Regions from separate parts of the Gossypium hirsutum genome. Here region 2 is linked to region 1. The links are chromatin contacts, called in public Hi-C maps. All regions are on one chromosome and are shown on one strand. The core of a region is the stretch at or near the end of the contact, and the rest is flanking DNA. Distances in the headings are between cores, read along the strand shown.

Region 1 (3,710 bases), core at 605-3,104:
CTGCGGAAACTCAGTTTCACTTAAATTTCCTGGTAACTAAAGTAAGATTGAATTGCAGAAAAATATGCAGCGTTGTCAGACTTCCAATCTGCAACTTGTTTGTTTCTTTGAGAAAGTGACAAGAAGAAGCAGATAGGAATGATATAGTTTAAAATATTCATTGATGATATGGATAGATTTAAATTAAAAGAGAATTTTCTCGTTGACTTTGGGATTTGGAGTGCCTGTGACATTTCCTAATCTCCCATTGAATGCAACACCAGTGAATATCTAGCATGCGTCAATGTGGCCGAAATTTCCCTGGAATTTCCATTGAGATAAGAGTATGTATTCTGAGTCTTCCTATGAAAAACACAATCATGGACCCTGGTCATCAATAATTGTGTAATAAGATGCCTTCTAAGCTCCCAATTCACAGCTATGAAAGACCAGCTGATATGGTACATTTATAACTACAATACAAATACTTCACATTTATCATAAAAAAAATTACAATGTTAAATTAAATTGATACACTAGACTAAAACTCACACATGAAGAAATTCGAAAATTTACACATACTAACACATAATAAATCTTGAATTTAAGTACTCAATACCCAAAATCTCTACTTTCACTAATTGTACCAAGTTTGATTGGTAACATTAATTTTTCTCGAGTATATTCATATGAGCGCATATATATATACATACGACATTTACCTAAGCTCAAATAACAGTGAAGGCTAGCTTGGGTAATCCTATAATGAATTATTTCTTCAAAATAGAATTAAAAGCAAACTTGACTTGTTTAAACATTCCATATCCAAATTTGACTTTACACATTTTCATCTTGAATAAATAAAATTCATGTTAGTTTCCTAGCATTGGAAAAGTTGGCATATGGAAGAAAATCCTTTTTAAATTTGTAAATATACACTCAATTGCAAGAAGAAACTCTATCATGCCATCTTTATGTCCCCACAAGAAAACCCCCAAAAGGGAGAAAAAGAAACTTAGAATAGTCACACAAATCAATAGAATATATGAAGGGTTAATATACAATTAGGCCCCTCAACTTATTCATTTATACTTAAGTGGTTCCTAAACTTTATTTTGGACCTAATCAATTCGATAGAGCCATGCGATAACAATGTGCTAAGTGAAAAAACATAAATTAAAAAAATATATATAAATGTAAATATATAAATTATGTTTGTCACGTGACATTATGAGAGGTTGCCACATGATATCACCGCATTAGTTATAAATGTTACGATAATACAAACTAATGATGTTAGTGTGAATGGACTAACTTAATTGATAGAATACAAGTTTAAGAATAAATTGAATCCAAAAATATTTAAGAATAATCTAGGTACAAATAAATAAATTTAAAGGCCAAATTATATATTATCTCTTATATCAACTCCAAATTCTTTTACCAGCAAGGGAAGTAGGAAAGGAATAGGAACTTTCTTAAGCATTAATTAAAAAGTTTGCATTTGATGCACCATATATGAATTTATATACTATTAATAAATTGTACTATGGTATGTTATTAAAAAAATGAAAATTTACTAGCTAAAACAATATAATTTGTAATTATAATTGCATGAAAAAGAAAGAAAGAGAAAAAAGTGTGCACCTTTCCGAGAGTGGAGATTCAGTGCGGGAGGCCACAAACATTGAAACAAAATGGTCGCCCCTATTTGTTTGCCACATGGTAAAGGGCATGAAAAGCGATCGCTTAACGTGGGCCTATCGTTGATCTATGAACACGTGGCAATTCCTTATTAGTTGAGGCAATGTGGAATCTAGGTCCTTCTAAGAAGACAAAAGAGAATACGCACATAGAGATGGAGAGAAAGCGATGTTTTCTAGGCATTGAATCGCTCTCTATAAATCAAATCTCTCTCGTTTCTATTTATTAAGATCCCAAAGATCAAAACTGTAATTAAAAGAAAAAAAAAATTCTTTTTAAAAAAATTACAGAGTAAAAAAGAAAAAAGAGAATGAATCAGAAGCTGAGTGGAAACAGAGAAACTCCAGGATTTTGGTAAGCACAGTTTTTTTTTTTTTACTTTTGATTCATATATTTCTATTGTGTTTGGTTGCTGAGAGAATTTAATGAACAGATAATTTAGGAGAAATTCAATGATAAAAAATAAGATCGGATTTATGGATTCAATCGAAATTTAGAACTGTTTTCTTTTTTGGAAGTGAAACATAGAAGTGCTTAAAGAATAAAGAGACTGGATTAGTAAAAATGGGAGATAAGTTGGAAATCGAGAACGAATAAAATATAAACGATGAAAAGCTGTTAAAAATCTAATAAAACCGGAAATGATATAATATTTTCATTGATTTGGACTCTTTTTAGCCCAAGCGATCATAGATTGAAAGGCCCAAATTGGGGCCCTTAGGGCATCTGATTGATTTTCAATTATTCTTTTTCTTTAATTCGTCCTTTTAACTGACCAACTGCTCTACGGTCTCATTCTGTTCTCTTCTTCGGTTCTTCACATCTTCTTCATTCAGTTTAAGGTTAGATCTTTGAGTATTTTATTTTTATTCCCTGAATGTTTGTCTGGTTTGGATGGGTGTTCATCTGTCGATCTGGTGATATTGAAGTCGCTCTTAACGATACAATTTCCAATTTTGATTTGGTCAAACACAAAACCGAGCTTGGGTTCTTTCTCTTTTAGTGCCAAACCAGAAATATATAATGATTTCTTTTCTTTTCTTTTTTTGGTCAAGTTTTAAGCAACTTTGAGCGCAGCTTTCCCATGTATAAATCATGAAAATGACGACCTTAGCATGCAGGAATTGTTTTTTGCATCGCCTTTTCTATTTAGGAAATGTTCTATCAATATTGGATGCCGCCAAGTCTTGCTGAACACGAAACTAAAACCTGCTTATTAAACATGTTAATATCTTTAGAATTCTTTTTTTATATACTTCTTTTATACTGATTTTCGTTTGCTTCTTTTTGAAAAATTTTGATTTTTTTTTATAATTTATGCTGACCTATCCTTTCAATTGGTTGAACCGGAAATCAGATATGCTACTGGGTAACTCCAGTTTTTTACTCCTTGGTTAATTGTTTCTAATGTATAAATTTGCAAAAAAAAAAAATGTGGAATGGGTTATGGAAGAAAAGCGGTATTCTTTATTTGCTCTTTTATTGCTTTTCTTATTGTTTTGGGGACAAATAGATTGGTAATTTTTAATGCTTAGTGGGTTTTTGTTAATTTACTTTGTTGATCATGATGTTACTTTAAATTTTTTTTTTGCTTTCAGGTCCACTGTTGAAGATAGGAAGTAAAGTTTCAACTTTTAACTTAAGCTATTTTGATTTTTCTTCAATTACTTGAAGAACTTTTTCTTCAGCATTGAATTTCAATGGGGAGAGGTGGAGAAGACTATGGGAAGAGAGAAAAAGTCAGTGCTGCTTCTTCCAAGGTAGAAAATTTTCCTGCTTGGGCAAAGGATGTGAAGCAATGTGAAGAAAACTTCCAAATGAATCGAGAATTAGGGTTATCAAGTGCTGAAGTTGAGAAAATGAGGGAGATTTATGGATGGAATGAGTTAGAAAAGCATGAGGGCACATCAATTTTTCAACTAATTCTGGAGCAATTTAATGACACATTAGTTAGGATATTATTGCTTGCTGCTATTATATCGTTTGTTTTAGCTTGGTTAGATGGTGATGAAGGAGGGGAGAAGGAG
Region 2 (3,710 bases), core at 487-2,986, 180 kb before region 1:
ACTTATATAAAGAAGACTATGTATATAAAATATGGGTTTAATAATGTACGTAAATCAAAAATATGTATTAATGTAAATAAATATAAAACAACTTAAATTTTATTCAAAACACATGTACCAAGCATATTTAAATAGCAAAAATATATGTTAAAACACATGGATTTAAGAATAGCAAAAATATATGTTAAAACACATGGATTTAAGGAAATATATGAATCAAACCTACATCTCAATATTCGTATGTCTGTACAAGAAGAATTTTGAAATGGGTGATGTCTAAAATAATTTTATGAAGCAGATGGCTTTGGGTTAATGATACATATAAATTTAAAAGCAAATATATATATATAAGATAACGTAAAAATGATAATACGTAGGCTTAAATTAATGTATAAAAATCAAACATGTGTGCTAATATAAGTAAGTAAAAAAAACAATTCTATGCAAGCATATATACTGAACATATTATCATAGCAAGAATACATGCCAAAATATATGGTTAGAATAAAAAAACATTATATGTATGAAGTGACATTAGCTTATTATAAAACATGTATATGCATAATAACATGAAAGAAAAAAACATTTAAGATGTACAAAGTATGATAATGATATTACAAAAAACGAATCTACAATACTAAAAAAAATAATTATCAAAGTTGCTTAAAATATACAAGTAAATAAATAAAAAAATTATAAAGTTATAAAATAAAAAGACCTAATTAAAATTAAACTAAAACACACAAGGTAAATTTGAAAATAAACAAAAATAATGAAGGACCAATAGTCAATGCCCGAAAACATCTAGGGACTAAAACTGGCAATATACCAGATCCCAAAATGCTGCGTTTAGGCGCGGATCCATTTGCAAATGCGTGTAAATTACAGGACTAAATTAATAAAAAAAACGAAACACAAACATAGGCTGATTTGAATGCGGCGCGAAAGGGAGGGACTGATATGGAAAATAATCCCTCACCGCAAAAACACGCGGGTCATCAGGGCAGCAAACTGGATCGGGTCGGACGAATAGGCTTATACGACGCCGTTTTTTTGGCCACGGTAGTAAGCCTCAAACGACGTCATCCCCACAGGTATAAAAACCCCATTTTACCAAATTTTCAAAGCCTTCAAACCCTAGACCCATTTTCCATAGCCGCCTTCAGCCATGTCATTTGGCCCTAGCCTCCGGTGTCCCCAACCGCGGCGTATACGCCTTTTGAAGAGCATTTGCAGCCTCAAGACCCCTCTGCCCTCGATTTCGGCGAAGCAAGGAGGAGTTAACGGCGAACTCGCGAGGTAAGCCTCTTATTCCTTTCTCTTTTTCGAGTACCAGAATCACAAACCCACGAAAGAAAAAAAAAGAGACGGAGGGAGTAAAGTATTGAGGGATTTTTTTGATTCGAAAGTCACCTTTTTTATTACTTTGTATTGCTTTCGTGATTTTTGTTGCATATTTGCGCGTAAAAAAAAACCTTACAACTGATTAAATCCCCTGGCTTTATAGCCGAATGGGGTAAACATAAAAAAGAAAAATCGAAAATACAATGTTCTTCGTTGTTTTTGTTTGTTTTGCTGTGCGTTTGTCCCTTTTCTGCAAGTACAGGGTGCGTGGCGCTCGGGTACGGGGCTGTGCTGGCTGCTGAGACGCTGGCATCGTACGGAGGGTGGGCGTGGGGCGATGTGGTTGCTGCTTGTGAAGGCTGCGGCGCGAGGACACCTTTGCCCTAGGGTTTGCCGAAATTTGGCTTGGCTTTCGGGCCGTTTGGGCTCATTTTAAGTATTGGGCCACTAGATTTGGGCCAGAGGGACTGTTTTGGGTCTTTGGGCTTGCAATAGGACATTAATGGACTGTGGTTATTATTTATTTATTTATTTATTTGTACATATTATATTTATATTTGGGGTTTTTAGCGGGCTCGGGCCAAAATTGTCACTACAGTTGGCATAGTCTTATATAGTCACACCAACAAATAATTTTTAAAATTATAAAATATTTAAAAAATAAAAAATTCAAAAAAAGTATATATATAAATATTTAAAAAAACATTAGGTACACGTGGATTGTCATGCAAGTTATAATATTTAAAATTTTAATATTTTAGTCAGTATTTTTATTAAAAAATAATGATTCAACTCTTTTTTAAAAGGTTGATGGTCAAATTTGACTTTTTTAAAGAGTTGGAGACTAAATTTAACTTTAAAAAATAATGGTCAAATTGACAAAAGATATGAATATTAATGGCTAAATTTATCATCATGTTTTTACATTATTAAAAATATTTAATATTTTAACAAATTTACGATATCCATATTGAAATTTTTTATATATTTATTTTTAATATCAATATTCATATTTTATAATTATTTTTTGGGCATGAAACTTTAATAACCTAATTTTTTTATAACAAACTTATACATATCAAAACAAAATAATATTTTTGAAAAATAATTATTTATTGAAACAAAATAATCACAAATACTGACATATAAAAATCTCTAAAATTTTAATATCCTTCATTATCAGATGAGCAGCAAATATAATCCTTCCATGGCCATGGTCAGTGACAGCAAATGCCAGCCAGCCCCAAAGCTATTAATGAGAGCAATAAATCATTGGTCTCTAGTTTGCAAGTCATAGTGGTCCATGAACCACCCCCTTCCCCCTTTTACTCTTAAATACACCATTGCTATTGCATGAAATGGTCAATTCAAGCCAGCCATTGCTCCAATCTCTGCACTGAACTTTGGCCCTTATGGGTTCATTGGTTTTTACTTTGTGGTCACGCCCTGTCTTTGATATTACATCTATCTTTATAATCCGAACTCTGATTTATTGGACATCACTTTTTTAAAAGATCTCCGTGAACCAATGAAATTTAATGACAAATTGAATTCAATGTCTTTTCGAAAATCATGGAACTCTTGCTGGTTCTCTGATTGAACAGCATAATTTCGTAGGCTACTTTTGCCTTTAGAACTTTAAACTTCTTGTTTACTTGCGTTTTATATCAATGTAAGATATTTGAAAGTTTTATATATCCTGAGGTTTATTTATTTATTTAAGGACTTTAAAATTTCTATTACGTTTTTAAATTTTGTTTGTCCATATAAGATATTAAAAAATTGTGGGTGAATATGTCATGTTTAGATTTTGTCAGATTCTTTTCAAATTGATTTGGCTTTGATCGATTCTTCTTTTGTTGTACATTGTACTGATTGGATTTTACATTATAATTGATCGAACTTATATTTATATATTTATTGTACTTTATTAATGTTTGACTAGATCAATAAGGATTTCGGCTGGCAACCGGGTTGTGAAAGTGATGAAATCTACAAAAAGGGAAGAATGTAAGCTATGAAGGGTGCTAAAGTTGGCTCTCAGATGCTTAAGTTTGTGTTATGGTTCAGAGAGAATGAATAAAGGTAGAAGGTGATTAATAGTGAACCCTTAAGGCCTTTTTAATTTTTGTAGTTACCTTACTCTTACCCCTCACATTATTTTCTTAGCCTCAGAGCCCAAGCAATTTTGGGATTGGTTTCTTCTTTTTATTTTGTCTAGTTACTATGCTGAGAGTTTGTGAATGTTAGTATTGCTTAACGTAAATCCTTTGTGGCATCAGAGCTTTGTTTATTAGGCATTATGTATTAAATATTTTAAGATAACATCTTTGGGCCCTTTCATTATCGGGCTTTGCATGTATGGC

Evidence for each region. Hi-C and Micro-C count contacts between places; a contact is called where the count stands out from the background.
Region 2: a contact with region 1 is called in a Hi-C map of leaf, with 2.5 times the contacts expected there. The contact joins the enhancer-like site here to the promoter of LOC107932929 in region 1. A contact is called at or near these places in 4 of 34 Hi-C or Micro-C datasets (callus and leaf).

The regions. Positions count from the first base shown.
Region 1 is chrA07:16,173,674-16,177,383 of Gossypium_hirsutum_v2.1, reverse strand. LOC107932929 (calcium-transporting ATPase 1, endoplasmic reticulum-type) reads left to right here and starts at 1,854. Exons shown (of 9, transcript XM_041117655.1): 1 at 1,854-2,037; 2 at 3,282-3,710. The coding sequence starts at 3,384.
Region 2 is chrA07:16,353,352-16,357,061 of Gossypium_hirsutum_v2.1, reverse strand. No RefSeq gene overlaps it. Among protein-coding and RNA genes, the nearest start is that of LOC107932919, 29 kb to the left of the region's middle. Within about 2 kb of position 1,736, at least 9 of the 9 cell types and tissues checked have an H3K27ac peak or open chromatin away from gene starts, as enhancers often do. A contact at or near this core is called in leaf, where this site is marked.